Regions from separate parts of the Neogale vison genome. Here region 1 is linked to region 2. A link is a contact called in public Hi-C data. All regions are on one chromosome and are shown on one strand. The core of a region is the stretch at or near the end of the contact, and the rest is flanking DNA. Distances in the headings are between cores, read along the strand shown.

The links. A called contact is a pair of places that touch in the nucleus more often than the background predicts.
Region 1: a Hi-C map of fibroblasts shows a contact between it and region 2, with 6 times the contacts expected there. The contact joins two enhancer-like sites. A contact is called at or near these places in 2 of 3 Hi-C or Micro-C datasets (fibroblasts and muscle).

Annotation. Positions count from the first base shown.
Region 1 is chr7:14,867,563-14,870,455 of ASM_NN_V1, forward strand. No RefSeq gene overlaps it. Among named protein-coding and RNA genes, the nearest start is that of ZFHX3, 78 kb to the left of the region's middle. Within about 2 kb of position 1,324, the one cell type or tissue checked has open chromatin away from gene starts, as enhancers often do. A contact at or near this core is called in fibroblasts, where this site is marked.
Region 2 is chr7:14,696,957-14,699,656 of ASM_NN_V1, forward strand. All of the region lies in intron 3 of ZFHX3 (zinc finger homeobox protein 3), which reads right to left. Among named protein-coding and RNA genes, the nearest start is that of ZFHX3, 93 kb to the right of the region's middle. Within about 2 kb of position 1,360, the one cell type or tissue checked has open chromatin away from gene starts, as enhancers often do. A contact at or near this core is called in fibroblasts, where this site is marked.

The DNA of each region.
Region 1 (2,893 bases), core at 74-2,573, 170 kb after region 2:
TGCCCTGAACAGGGTGCATTTTTAGGCAGAGGAACCCAAACTTTTAAATGGCACTAGCACTGCAATTATTCAGGAGGCAGGAACTAATCCAAAAGCAAGATAAGGAAGGAAGGAGGGAGGGAGGAGGGAGGAGAGAAAAGAAGGAAGGAAGAAGGGCTTTACTCCGTGCCCCGGAGAATTTAGACACTCTCACCCCAGGTAGGTTCCAATTGGAATCTACTAGTTCAAGTGCATCCAGCCTGCCCTTCCCCCACACGCCCCGAGAGAATGGGAAGTTCAGCCAAGACTTGCAGCACCTGCCCGCCGTTCTAAGGCCGGCTGTGCGAACCCGGCGGGCTGGCCGGTGAGGGGGAGGGAGGCTCCACTCACCTGGCACACAAAGGCTCCGCACACCTCCGGAGGGAGGAGGCACTCGCAGGTCCGGGGGCCGCGCCGCGCGCGACAATGGGAAATTCCAGCGGCACCCGAGCCCCGAACTTAAGCACCCCAGGCGGCATTCTCCCCACCTCCCGCCGCCCCCGGGACTCCGAGGTGGCTCTCGCTAGGTGCAGGGGGGCTGCAAGCTGGGGAGGGGGGCTCATGGTGGCGGCCGGGGGCTGGCGGTCGCCCCTCCCCGGGGAGGGAGGGTCCCCGGGCGCGCGGCGGGGATTCACCCACGGGGCGCGGCGCTCGCGTCCGGGTCCCCGGCCTGCCCGCCGCCGGCTCGCCACCCGCCGGCCCGCCCGCCCGGAATCGCTTTATGTAAATGAAGCTCAACTCGCAGTTTGCAGGCTCACCGCCGGGGGAAGGGGGGCGGGCAGGGCGGGGGGCCTTCGGGGATCCACATTACACAGCAACAAAGCGGAAGGTTAATTTGAAACTCACAGCCCCGCCGCCGCTCGGCTCCCCGGGCAAAGCCTGACATCTACAGTCGTGCCGGGCGCAGGCCGGGTACTCGGCGGCGCCCGCGCCCGCGGGAACACGGGGACACACGGCCGCGCTCCGGGCACGGGCTTCTGGGCAGGCCGGGCCGCGCGCCCGGGGACGGGAGTCCTGGGCGGCTGGGCCTGCGCTGCCCCGGGAACCGGCCCGGCGGGAACAAAGCCCGGTCCTTCCCAAGCGCTGACCCCTCTCTCATCAAAAGTCAGGGGCTGGCCTAGAATCGGGCGAGAAGAAAAGGGCGCGCCCTCGGCCACAAAAAGGAGCCTGGGGCCTCAGAACCGGAGCCATGGGTCTCTGGGCCCCATCCACGTCACAGCCAGGCCACTCTACCATGGGGACATTAGCCAATGTGGACAGGAATTTATTTGAAACACACACCCATCCTATTAACTGCTTTACAGAGCACTTCTGTTTTTCAGCTGCACAAACTTAGAAAAATATCCCCGGCTCTCCATTGAGAGTTTAAGGAGAGGGTTTTTCAAGGGAGAGAAGGAAAGGAAAGAGAGGAAGAAAAGCAGTTGCAGCTTGCAATCAAGCTTACAGTCTTTTTACAAGACTTGCTTTAAAACGCCGCCTCATCTCAGATAAGGCAAACGTCACGCCCTTCACAGGGAGATTCCAGGGCCAGGTCAGATTTAATGGGGCCACCTCAGTGGGTCAAAGCCATTGCTGGACACCTTAATATCTTCCCAGGTTCACCTTTCCCATTCTGATATGCAAAGCCAGCTCCAGAGAAATCTCGCCGGAAGTCCCCTGTCCTCCGGGTCAGAGTCTCACGCTCAGTCTGATTTCACTCCCGATTGTCTCAGCACAGAAAAGCACCTGCTTTTCCCTTTCTGAAAGCCACCCACCCAGGCTGGCCCCACAGCCCTGAGAGTCCTTTCCGACTGCACAATAATGAACCATGCAAGTGTGAGAAATATAATAAGCTCACGAGGCAAAAGCTGTATGTATGGCATCGTGTTAGCATTAAGCACACACTGGGGCAGGAGGAACCAGGATGCCTGGCTGATGAAAACTATCATGTCTCCATGCAGAAGGCATTCTGCACAGTGTCATTTGCGTTCACATTCACGTAAATATCCAAACTGCTGGGGGACAAACAACCCCTCTCTAGAGTTCACACTTTAGTCCGGAAAAGAGACTCCCTTTTTTTTTTTGTTTTCCCTCCTTCAGCAAGGACCCTGGGAGAAGACTGCCTCGAGGGAATCGTGTCCGATTAGGGACAAAGGAGAGCACAAGCCAAATTCTGTCACACATGAGAGAGTGTGTGGGGAGGGGAACTGGAGAGCAAAAAAAAAGGAAAGTGGAGGATGATTCTGCAAACCAGACTGTGCTCAGTGCCGAGTGGCTTCCAGACCACCTGACTTCAGACCCAAGAACAGGTGGTGTTTTCAAAACACACGATTATTTATATTAGCCACATGAGTCGAGAACACCTTAAAGAAAACCAATTAATAATTTAATTGAAAAAGTGACTATGAATAATGCATGCAGATGATGATGCTAGCAATAACGCAAGTCATGAGGCACACACAACACAGAGATGTCTCTGGAAAGGTCTTCAGGAACATTAGGACCCCCAATCTCCTGTGTCTTACCTGGGAGCAACCCATAGCCTGCTAGATAAAGACACTAAGAAAACGTTTATACTCCCCAGAAAATCTAATTCTGCTTTATCTTAACTTTTATTAGCAGGGGACGACCTCATAATCTGGTGACATCATGAACCTGGTGGGCTGACAGATAAATACCTTTAATAAAATCAAAGCCAGAATGCCAAAGAGCCAGTTATAAAGTCATCTGGGAGGATGTGGAGGTGCTGGGCAGAAGGCCCTAGGGGGGACCCGCAGGATACCGCTGGTGTCCCCAGCGGCGGCGGACACAGCAACCAGCCTCCCTACACCTCAGAGGCCTGACAAGTGGAACAGAGAGTGACCCTGGGTCCCTCCCCTTTATCTTAATCCAGCAC
Region 2 (2,700 bases), core at 110-2,609:
CCTGAGGAGCCATAGCCCCTTCTCCAGTTCATTCCATTCCAGTCATCAGGAGAACTGTGTTTTGGGGAAGGGGCCAGAACAATTACTGCAGCCTTAACTTGGTTGCTGCTGCCTTTTACAGTCCACTTCCCAGAACAACGGCCCCAAGACTTCATCCATCACCAAAAAAGGCAACTGTGAAAACGCTCCTGCCCGGCCCCTTCCCTGACACCAGCAGTTACCCTCCCCTCCACTGGTGGGGGGGGCGGCGGCCGGGTTGGGGGGGCGGGGGGAGTTGAGGGGGAGGCAGTTCGGCCTGTACTAATTGCTCTTGCGGATGCTGTGTGGTGTGGGGGCCATTCCGAGCGATGAGCAGTTAGGAACTTCCCAAATCATTAACCTTTCTCGGAGTGCATTGTACTGGGAGGTGCTCCCTCTGCAGCCTATTCAGGAGCCCTATTGATCTGCCGCACACTCGGTGCCTTCAAAGTTGTTTATGATCAATATGCAAATTGCCCATGGCATTGATCTAGTATTAATTTTCAATTAGGGAATCCACAAGGGGTCTCTGAGGGTCAATACCTAACAATGTGAAGGAAACTCTGCTGAGGAGTATCGGCCTGATGCTGATAAAAGCTTCCCTAAGCCTCCTTCTCAATAGTTCCAGGCCCTCCGGGCTGTCACCTTCACTTTGGCTCATCTGGTTCCCTCCTAAGTCAGACCCCTTCGGTCAGCAGCCTCCCAGGGCTGGATCGGGCCGCTGCCCTGAACTCCCCCCCCCCCCACCAACCACCCGACCCCACCCCCCGCCCGGTGCCACAGGGACACTCGCTGGCCTGCCAGTGCCTTCCCCGACACCCGCCCTCTTGATCGGATACCCCAGGACATGCCTCCGCATCTCCCCATGCCACACCCAGCCCTGGGACCACTCTCTCCCCCAGCTCCCCAACCACACATACCTTTTTCCTCCCTCTCTCCCTCTCCCTCGTTTCTGCTTAGTCACGGAACGTCACCTTGGCACGCTGCCACGGCTGGAGCTGGCGAGCTGCACGGTCCCCAGAAATCTCAGGCAGTCAGGCCGAGCCGCCAGGCTGCCAGGTTATGCTTGGCAAACAACCCACTGATGTCATTTCAAAAAAAACAGCAGGGGGAAGGAAAAAGGCACAGCTTCAAATCATCTGTTTCTCCTTCTTTCTTTCTTTCTTCTAACAAAATCTTTCTTCCTAAATGAAACATGGGGCAGGGGGCTGGAGGGATATTAATGACTTTACCACTCGTCCACGGTTCCCAGAAGAGGCCTCGGCCCGCCCTCCAGGAGTGCACAGGGCAGTGCGTGTGAGCCAAGGATGGGGGTGTCCCCGGGGAGAGCGTGCCCAGCTGGGACTGGAGTGACCCGGGGACTCAGTCATTCCATTACGGCCCCTAACAGCCCCTGAGAGACATGCGTGGGAAAGCTGGGCGGGCAGGAGTTGGAAGAGAAAAGTGTCCCGCTCCCCGCTCCCCTCCCGGCAGGTGTGGGGGACGAGCAGGGCACAGCTGCGCTCCCACCTGGGGCCCAGCAAGGACTCGGTTTGCCTTCTCTGTCTGCCAGGGGCTCTGAGGGCTCCACGTTTTCTGCACCTTTTCCAGTTGGAATAAATCCTCCAGAGTTTCAGGCTCTGTCATACCCCATGAAACCGCCTCAACACCCAACTCCACGCCAGACGGGTGCGTGCCTGCCCGCTTTCGGCAATGCCACTCACCGTGCAAACGGGTGCGTTGGCTAGCCAGGCTAATTGGTTTATGGATAACATTAATTACCATGTTGCTCATTAATGGATGAAATCTTTATTGGTGCCATTGATCAGCAGACTTGTTAGCTGGCCTCCTAACCAATGGCGGATATAACAAGCTCTCTTATTGGCATATCAATTAATGCAATCAATTCCTGGCCAGAGGCTGCCATTCGCTTCCCTGGTTGTTCAGGGGTAGGAGACAGAGCCATGTCAAGCATGCCTTTCCTTAGAGTTCCCCCTTCTCAACTGACTTCCAGGTGGTTCCTCGGCCACTTAGGGCTTCCCTATCCAAAAAAAAAAAAAAAAAAAAATCACACCTACCCTTCCATGTGAAAAATCACCTTCCCATCTTCCACTAGTGACAAAATTGCTACTCTGTCAGGATACATAAGCTAGAAAGAAAATGTTAGGACCTGGGACTATTAAAGTAAACAGGAGGGCTGGAGGAATCTGGAGATGTTTCCAGATTAGACACTAATGGAAATGATTTAGTCCCCAGACCGGCCTCTGGACAACGATCACATAAGCTTGAAAACACAAACCATAGGCATCAACCCTCTGCCCACCCAGGGAAGCCTTCCCAGACCTCCCAACCTCCTCCACACACAATCACATCTGCTGACCGCACCGGACGGCACCCGTCTCACTCAGAGCCTCCGACTGACGGATCCGGCAGGAGAACTTCACCCGCTCACCTTGAATCCCAAGCTTTGGTACCAAAAAGGACTTTTCCCATCAGGGACCACCACATGCCTGGTAAATCTGTGCACACAGGGGCACTCTAATGTTTGTTGAAATGCACACAATGAATCTCTTCGATAGCTCTTACATCCCTATAAAGTCACAGCTGGGGAAAAACTTCTCTCGGCAGCAACACATCTTTAGTTAAGTTGTTTTAGAAAAGGCTCAGGGTCTGGGTGTGGGTGGATTCCAGGCCCAGGGATTT